2 separate regions of the Sus scrofa genome follow, and region 2 is linked to region 1. Evidence: chromatin contacts called from public HiChIP or PLAC-seq data. All regions are on one chromosome and are shown on one strand. The core of a region is the stretch at or near the end of the contact, and the rest is flanking DNA. Distances in the headings are between cores, read along the strand shown. Region 1 holds the start of ATP5A1 (ATP synthase, H+ transporting, mitochondrial F1 complex, alpha subunit 1, cardiac muscle). Region 2 overlaps PSTPIP2 (proline-serine-threonine phosphatase-interacting protein 2).

Region 1 (4,916 bases), core at 230-2,729:
ATGCTACCAAAAAAACTTATTTTTAAAAAAATATAACAACTAAGGACGTACCATTCCTTTTAAAAGATCAGCTGTCATTATTTTTAAAGGACCAGATATCATAATTTCAATTGAGTTGTAGAAATTCTCAATTTGATAAGCTGCTTTCTAAAAACGGCACATCTCAACAGATTTCCTTATACTAACCTTCCAAAAAAAAAAAAACTTTTAAATATTAGAGTTTGATCAGAAACTAAGAGATACAGCATGTGTGCTTTAAGAGAAAAAAAAAAATCTGCCTTCAACAAAGCCTGCGCCAATCTGGACCCTCCTTCTCCTTTAAGTTGCAGTGCAGCGGTTGGTCAATGTCAAATCTGCAGACACTGCCTTCTACAGGGCCTGGATGAAAAGCGTTAAAAAATGCTTTTTTCTTTCTAAAAGAAATCCAAGATGCTACCAGTCGTTGTGTTAGGGGACTCAAACGGTCAATATATTTATTTCATCTTCCTGAGATTACTCCTAAAATGAAAAAATATACTTAGCGTTTACATAGTGCTTTAAAGGTTATGCCCTTAACTTCATGGGATAGAAGTCATGAAGGACACTGACCTTTCACAGCGATTTTCCAACTTATGTTTCTATGCTATTTAATTTGAGTTCTCAACTACTAATGAATCTTCAAGGACGAAATCTTAAAGTATGGCAAAGCACCACAAAAGAAGAGCTTCCTGTCAGTCGAGACAATTCCACCACCAGCTCCACTGCTGTCAAGCTACCGGCAACGTGAAATGCATATTTGCAACATTGCCTTGCTTTCACAATGGTTTCTGCACACAGCACTAAGGGATCGCCTATTGAAATATTCAGAAAACCACCTACATTTACTGCTTTCTTCTAGCGGACTCGGGGCACGGGGCAGAGGCGAAATGCCGGGGCCTGCTGACCTTCATACAATGTCAGGTTCCCCTTAGCTCGTTTCAACCAGGGCTGACAACTGTACTCTGACCTTCGCGAATAGGTCTGGGAGAATTACCCGGGTCGAGCCCCGCCGTTTAGGAGCAGGCCTCGGAGAGCTAGCGCCCCAGGCCTGACCTTCATTCAAAGCTCCTCTCGAGAAGCTCTCAGACGAAGACGGCAATCCTCCTGAAGAGCCATCTCTGGACAGCACAGCACGGAGGTCACTGTTTCCCCTGCAACACTCTGCCCCCTCCCGCGCGGGGCGAGCACGAGGGCCCCTCGGCCGCCCGCCTATACCAACCCGAAGAGCCAGCTGGGCAAGATGGCGCCGTCCGCCACAGCCCCTCACCCTCCGCATAGAAAGGATCGCCCGAGCCCGCGCACCACCACCCGCTGCAGCTGGCCCCCCTCCCTTCTGCTGGCCCCAGACGCTCACCAGCCCGGCCCGCCGAGGGAGGGCGCGGGCCACAGCCGCAGCGACGCGCACTGACAGCATCTTTGCAGCTCCTCCGCAGGTGACTCCTCTGCAGCCGCAGCCTTGGAACTGACTGGGACAAAATGGCCGAGCGGCGAGGAAGGTCAAGGCGGCCAGCCCACCTGACCCGGAAGTACCGCCCCTCGCTTTTACCCCGGACGCGAATCCGCCTAGAGGCGGCGGGGGGCAGGGGGCTTCCTGTTTTTTAAGTCTCGTTTTTTTTATTTAAACATGCAAATCACTGATTAGACCTTTGCCAGCTTCAGCGCAGGCATTGCTTACACATTTACTTTGATCTTAACGCGTTGACCTTGTGGTTGTCTTGGCGACCACAGGGGTTGCGGAACAGGCTAAGAAGCAGTTCCCAAGCCCTATCCCTGGAGCGAGACTATGCTGCTCTGGGAGCATCACCTCGCCCCTTCTTGGACGTCAGAGGGGTTGATGGTGGCAGATCGAGGCTACCGGCATCGAACCTTGGTGATACAGCTACGGCCAACAGTTACTCCCTCGGGGCAGGTCGGCCGCGTACCGTTTCATGCCTTGCGAATTAATACGGATTGGTCCACAGAACGCTGGCCACACCTCAGATCCAGTCAAAAATTTGGGGCAATCTTAAGTTTTGAAAAGCACTCACACGACTCTAGGTGATCCAGTAAGCGCTCAAGTTGGATAATAGCAGTTCTTTTATATTAGATCTAAAAGAATCATGTCTTCGAATTAGAGCAAACTGTTTAAAAGTTATAACAAGCACAAATTTGAATAGAGTAGTTGCTGATTCCGAGAAGAATGGTCCAGAATCACAAGTTTCACTCCAGACTGGGCTAGGCCTCAATTTTTCTTCCACCAGCAACTGGTTATGACTAAGTAGGGACTCTACTTTTTCATCTGAAGTAAAATGGAAATGATGAAAATAACTTTACCTAGCCAATGAGATCAGGGCAGGGCTTTAGTCCCCCCACAGATTTTTTTTTTGTGATAATGAGATTTTTGTAATATCTACAGAATTGGTGGTGAATATTGGGTATTTTGTGCTAGTGGAGACTATTAACGTTGCCTTCACTTGTAGCTATTCCAAGAAGGATTTTCAGCTTCATCCACTAAATCCTGGTATATGAATATCTGGGTTAAAATGGTCATCTCCTATAACATATTTGCAAATATATATATGACCATATATTTGCAAAATATGTCACAGAAAGAATATACCTCTTTCTCTGATAGTCTACTTCCTTTTCAAGGTGAGCTGGGACAATCCTCCTGGATATTAGGAGTAGGAATAGGTAAAATTTTGGTTTGTAAAAACAAAGTTACGAGGATTTGGGGGGGGGTGCCTATTTTTATTTAATTTATTTCTTTTAAGACCACTTCCTTGCAATTTCCAGAGAGAAAATACAAAAGAAACAGACTTGGGGAGTTCCCATCGTGGCTCAGTGGTTAACGAATCTGATAAAGAACCATGAGGTTGCAGACTCAATCCCTGGCCTTGCTCAGTGGGTTAAAGTCTGGCGTTGCCGTGAGCTGTGGTGTAGGTTGCAGACACATGGCTGGGATCCTGCGTTGCTGTGGCTCTGGTGTAGGCCTGCGGCTACAGCTCCAATTAGACTCCTAGCCTGGGAATCTCCATATGCTGTGGGAGCAGCCCTAGAAATGGCAAAAAGACAAAAAAAAAAAAAAAAAAAAAAAAGAAAGAAAGAAACAGACTTGGTTTCAAATACATAAAGGGTGTGCTGGAGTTGAAAACATTACTGATAACATTGCTACAAAAGAATGTCAGCTTACTCTAGAGTACTTCAGTATTCCTGAGAAATAAACAGTGATTTCTGTTTCTCACCTGGATGTTCTCAGGAGGGTGTCACTGCTCCTGCTCCTATCTTCAGGACTACATCCACCATGCACCAGTCCCACTTCCTGCCCAGCTCTGAATCTGACATGTTCCCCGCCTGCAGTTCCAGCTTTCTGGAAGGCGGGGTCCTGCGCTCAGACCCAAGGCCACAGGGATATTTTTTAAATTTGTAGCCATAGGAGTTCCCATCATGGCACAGCAGAAACGAATCCGACTGGAAACCATGAGGTTGCAGGTTCGATCCCTGACCTCACTCAGTGGGTTTAGAATATGGCTTTGAGCTGTGGTGTAGGTCGCAGACTTGGCTGGGATCTTGCATTGCTGTGGCTGTGGCATAGGCTGGCAGCTGTAGCTCCGATTGGACCTCTAGCCTGGGAACCTCCATATGCTGCAGGTGCACCCCTAAAAAACAAAATAAATAAATAAAAATTAAAAATCATTTTAAAAAATTTGTAGTGTTAAAAGCGGACAAAGGACAGAAGATAACTTCCCCCTATACTCAGGGGCTGTACCAACAATAGTTTGAAAAGATACATGCATAATTTGAAAAGATACATGCACCCCAATATTCATTGCAGCACTATTTACAACAGTCAAGATATGGAAACAACCTACATGTCCATCCACAGAGGAATGGATACAGATGTGGCACATATATACAATGGAATATTCCTCAGCCATAGAAAAGAATAAAATAATACCATTTGCAGCAACATGGATGGACCTAGAAATTATCTTTGTAAGTGAAGTTATACAGTGAAAGATAAACATATGATATCACATTCAAGTGGAATCTATTAAAAAGGATACAAATGAACTTGTTTGCAGAACAGAAACAAACTCACAGACTTTGAAAAACTATGCTTACTAAAGGGGACAGGTTAGCGGGGAGGGATGGACTGGGAATTTAGGATTGGCATATGCACACTGAGGTATATGAAATGATTGGCCATTGGGGACTTGTTATGTAGCCAGCTAACTCTACCCATTATTCTGTAATAATCTATGTGGGAAAAGAATCTGAGGAGTTCTTGTAATAGTTCAGGAGGTTAAGAACCTGACATAGTCTCCGTGAGGATGAAGGTTCATTCCTTGCCCTTGCTCAGTGGGTTAAGAATCTGAGGGAGTTCCTGTTGTGGCGCAATAGAAACAGAATCTGACTAGTATCTCTGAGGATGTGGATTTGATCCCTGGCCTCACTCTGGTTAAGGATCTGTCATTGCCATGAGCTGTGGTGCAGGTACAGCTCCAATTCCACCCCTAGCCTGGGAACTTTCAGATGCCGCAGGTGCAGCCCTTAAAAAAGAAAAGATCGGGGATTGCCATCAGCTGCCACATAGGTCACAGATGCAGCTCAGATGCAGCATTGCCGTACCTGTGGTATAGGCCGGCAGCTGCAGCTCCAATATGACCCCTAGCCCAGAAACTTCCATATGCTTAAAAAAAGAAAAGAATCTGAAAGGGAATGGATGCGTGTATGTGTATAACTGAATCACTTTGTTGTATAGCAGAAATTAGCTCAACTTTGTAAATCAACTATACTTCAATAGAACTTTTAAAAATGGGGAAAATGGAGTTCCCGTCATGGCTTAGTGGTAACAAACCCAATTGGTATCCATGAGGATGCAGGCCTCACTCAGTAGGTTTAGCATCCATCATTGT
Region 2 (4,729 bases), core at 269-2,768, 92 kb before region 1:
TGAGCAAAGGCAGGGATCAAACCCACAACCTCATGGTTCCTAGTTGGATTCGTTTCTGCTGCACCATGACACGAACTCCAAGATTGCTGTTCGAATTAATGACAGACGCACACACACACACAGAGAGCTTGCCAAGGACAATAAATATATTTTTAAAGAATCACTTACGTTGCTTGAAGACTTCAAGGGCCCGCTTCAGGGTGCTAAAAAACAAGCACATATATAATTTCAGTTCTGGAAATTGTCTATACAATCTTGGTATAATTCGATCCTATTTCTCATGAGACGATTCCAAGGTTCTTTCCATCTCTAAATCTCATGCTTCTCTCTACCCACATCTTCTCTCTCCCAGAGCCTATGGTCTAATCTTTGCCCATGAGCCTGAGAAGACAGCAAAAGATCGGGCGTCTTCAGTTTCCTCTTTTTTTTTTTTTTTTTGTCTTTTTGCCTTTTTTCTAGGGGCTGCTCCTTCGGTATATGGAGGTTCCCAGGCTAGGGGTCTAATCAGAGCTGTAGCTGCCGGCCTATACCACAGCCACAGCAACTCCATATCCGAGCCACATCTCTGACCTACACCACAGCTCATGGCAACATCATCGTCAACCCACTGAGCAAGGCCAGAGATCGAACCCGCAACCTCATGGCTCCTAGTTGGATTCGTTAACCACTGCGCCACGACGGGAATTCCTCAGTGTCCTCTTTGTTACTCTCTCAGTCCAAGCACAAGAATCATAAATGTTTCCCTGTCCACCTGGGTGGAGCCAGATACCCAAATTCTTTGTGTTTCATTTCCCCCAATGATAATATAGGAGTTGCGGTCCCTTTCTCATTAGAATACTAGTCATTTTTTAAAGAATGGTAATTAGAAATATGGATACAAGCAAATAAAGGGAGGATTCAAACTCTGGCTCCTGGTCACCTCCTTTTTCATCCATTCATCAATCATCACATACTTATTGCACATAAAGTATTGGCCAGGCACTGTGTCACATATTGATGATTTGGTGGTGCAAGACAGACTGGAGAGTCTTTTTTATTTATTTATTTATTTATTTATTTATTTATTTTTGGTCTTTTGTCTTTTGAGGGATGCACCCGCAGCATATGGAGGTTACCAGGCCAGGGGGCGAATCAGAGCTGTAGCCACCAGCCTATGCCATAGACTCAGCAATGCCAGATCCAAGCCTCTTCTGTATCCTACACCACAGTTCACAGCAATTCTGGATCCTTAACCCACTGAGAAAGGCCAGGAATCAAACCGGCAACCTAATGGTTCCTAGTCGGATTCATTTCCACTGCGCTACAATGGGAACTCCCAGATTGGAGAGTCTTAGTGGAGGAGGTAGACATTAAACACACTGATTTAGCATCTATCACTGAAGAACAAACTACCACAAGTTTGACAGCTTTAAACATGACACATTCCTTTTCTCACAGTTTCTGTGGAGAAGATCCTTTCTCAATCTCACCCATCCTCTCTCTCATAACTCATGGCTCCTCCTTCCTTATAGCTCCCCCTTGCCCGTGGTTTTCATTCTCCTCAACCCTACTCATCCTTAAGTAAGCCTCCTTCTGAGGTGAAGTGGCCCTGGGGATTTTTTTGTGCATCACCACCTTCATGGAAGCAGATCTCACTGGGCTCACTCCTGTCACTCAAGAAGCAATGAGATGTAGTGAAATCATGATCCCCCAGCCCCTGGTCACAATAGCGCAGGATCATGGGTCATATTCTGTGTAAATAAAGGATGTGACAAGTTCTGCTATTGCGCAAACTAAAAACCCTTGCATCTTCCAGCTGGCCCCTTCTTTTATATTGCATTTTGCCCACTCCTTTCTTTTTTATCCCCAAGCGAAAGGTTCTTATGTTCCCTGCCTTTTCCCACATAAACATTCCCAATTATTACAAGCACATCAAGCAGAAAAACTTTCCTGCAAATTCTCCATTCACTTTACCCATCTTAATGATACCATTTTTCAAGGAACGCAAGGTGCTACGAAAGTGTCCATATCCAAACAAATGCATGAGTGATGCAGAAGGATGAATGAGCACCCGGAGAGCAGGCTCACAACTGGACTTAGCAGGAAAGGAGGTCGGGCCACAGATATGACTGAAGGGCCTTCCTACAGAGAGCTGAGGAGCTGGAAAGTGACTTAGAGATCGTCTGTTCAGGGTCTAAATTTTTTCTCCCACCCTAAGTGGCTGGGCGACCAAGAGCAGCCCAGGAATTCCCATTGTGGCCCAGCCAGCTAAGGACCAGACATAGTCTCTGTGAGGATACAGGTTCAATTCCTGGCCTTTCTTAGCGGCCAAGGATCTGGTGTTGCTACAAGCTGCAGTGTAGTTTGCAGATGCAGCTCAGATCCGGTGTAGCTGTGGCCGTGGCAGCTGTAGCTCTGATTTGACCCCTTGCCTGGGAACTCCCATATGCCACTGGTGGGGCTGCAAAGAAAGAAAAAAAAAAAAGCAGCTTCCAACTCCCTTTAGTTTGTCATGAGCTTTGCTGTTCTGAGATATCACTGCATTGCTGTTTCCCCTGTTCAGAACATGATGCCAATCTGAGGATCGATTTTGAACTTTGGGGACAGTGTTCTTGCAATGTCCATGCCCTCTTCTCTCTGGTGTTCTCCTTAACTGTGGAAAAAGAAAATGTTCTACCAGCACTTTAACTTTAAAACCTAAAGGGCCCATCAGAAGCCCAAGTCTCTGACTGAGCAGTTGATGAGGTGCAAAAATCCGACCTAGTCCCTGGAAAGGTAAAGTTGTGCACTGTCACCTAAGGCACCTTCCCAAAGATCATCCTGGAGATAACAAAAACAGAAGTACCTATATGGCCTTTCACTTCAATTTTGGAAACACAGTCCCCAGGTCTGAGCTCCTGGGATCTTCCTCTCTGAGGTAAACTCTTAGAAGGAAAACTGGAGTTCCCATTGAGGTGCAGCAGAAACGAATCCAACTCAAAGGCAGAGATCAGGACCAGCTCAATAACCTAGTCGTGTTTAACAAAGCAATATATGACACTCTATAAGGAAATTCCCTACCATATGCTTATAATCCCAGCTGTCATGTCTGAGGGACTGAAGATTCATGGGTCCCTGGCCAGGGAGCCCTCAAGAGCTCCTTAGCTGGGGTTATAAGCATATAATAGGGAATCTCCTTACAGAGTCCAGGTCATTAAACTGGTTTGAAAACACCACCCCAACTGCCAGTAAAGATGAATAAACAGGCCCCACCATGTACATTTTGAAAAATAAAACTTTATTCAGTAAAAAAATCAATTTGGATCCGATTCATTCTACTAAATATAATTTCCAAGATGTACAATGTGAGAGAACATGGCATTTTCTATCACATCAACTAAAATTTTCTTGATATCTTCCAAGATGGCTTATTCTTTTACAAATAAACAAGTTTTTGGATCAACTACCTTGCAATACTCCTTGAAATTATTTAAACGCTCCCTGAATGACAGTCAAACTTACCAAAGACTAGGGATTCTGACCTTTGAATAGGGCAATGTTTTACATATTCAAAAAGTGAAACTAAATAGAGCAGGAAAGGAAAACAATTCTTCAAATTTAAAACAAAGAAGTAAACTATATAAGGCAAAACACTCTCTGACATCAACATCATGAATATTTTCTCAGGTCAGTCTCCCAAAGCAATAGAAATAAGAGCAAAAATAAACCCATGGGACCTAATCAAACTGAAAAGCTTTTGCACAGCAAAGGAAACCAAAAAGGAACCAAAAAGACAACTTACAGAATGGGAAAAAATAGTTTCAAATGATGCAACCGACAAGGGCTTAATCTCTAGAATATATAAGCAACTTATACAACTCAACAGCAAAAAAGCCAATCAATCAATGGAAAAATAGTCAAAAGACCTGAATAGACTCTTCTCCAAGGAAGATATGCAGGTGGCCAGCAAACACATGAAAAAATGCTCAACATCGTTGATTATAAGAGAAATGCAAATCAAAACTACCATGAGATACCACTTCACACCAGTCAGAATGGCCATCATTAATAAGTCCACAAATAACAAGTGCTGGAGGGGCTGTGGAGAAAAGGGAACCCTCCTGCACTGCTGGTGGGAATGTAAACGGGTACAGCCACTATGGAGCACAGTTTGGAGATACCTTAGAAATCTATACATAGAACTTCCATATGACCCGCAATCCCACTCTTGGGCATATATCCAGGAAAACTCTACTTAAAAGAGACACATGCACCCGCATGTTCATTGCAGCACTATTCACAATTGCCAAGACATGGAAACAACCCAAATGTCCATCGACAGATGATTGGATTCGGAAGAAGTGGTATATATACACAATGGAATACTACTCAGCCATAAAAAGAATGACATAATGCCATTTGCAGTAACATGGATGGAACTAGAGACTCTCATACTGAGTGAAATGAGTCAGAAAGACAAGACAAATACCATATGATATCACTTATAACTGGAATCTAATATCCAGCACAAATGAACATCTCCACAGAAAAGAAAATCATGGACTTGGAGAATAGACCTGTGGCTGCCTGACGGGAGAGGGAGGGAATGGGAGGGATCGGGAGCTTGGGTTTATCAGATACAACTTAGAATTGATTTACAAAGAGATCCTGCTGAGTAGCATTGAGAACTATGTCTAGATACTCATATTGCAACAGAACAAAGGGTGGGGGAAAAAATGTATACATGTAAGAATAACTTAATCCCCATGCT

What was found. HiChIP or PLAC-seq counts read pairs in DNA pulled down with a chosen protein or histone mark.
Region 2: a contact with region 1 is called in an H3K27ac HiChIP or PLAC-seq map of alveolar macrophages. The contact joins the enhancer-like site here to the promoter of ATP5A1 in region 1. A contact is called at or near these places in 9 of 47 Hi-C or Micro-C datasets (embryonic fibroblasts, epiblast stem cells, fetal liver and 6 more) and 1 of 2 datasets of contacts at active chromatin or transcription factors (alveolar macrophages).

Annotation. Positions count from the first base shown.
Region 1 is chr1:95,749,356-95,754,271 of Sscrofa11.1, forward strand. It overlaps ATP5A1 (ATP synthase, H+ transporting, mitochondrial F1 complex, alpha subunit 1, cardiac muscle), which reads right to left and starts at 1,480. Exons shown (of 12, transcript NM_001185142.1): 1 at 1,373-1,480. The coding sequence starts at 1,432.
Region 2 is chr1:95,657,658-95,662,386 of Sscrofa11.1, forward strand. PSTPIP2 (proline-serine-threonine phosphatase-interacting protein 2) reads right to left here. Exons shown (of 14, transcript XM_021092533.1): 4 at 169-203. Among named protein-coding and RNA genes, the nearest start is that of EPG5, 43 kb to the left of the region's middle. Within about 2 kb of position 1,519, at least 1 of the 83 cell types and tissues checked has an H3K27ac peak or open chromatin away from gene starts, as enhancers often do. A contact at or near this core is called in alveolar macrophages, where this site is marked.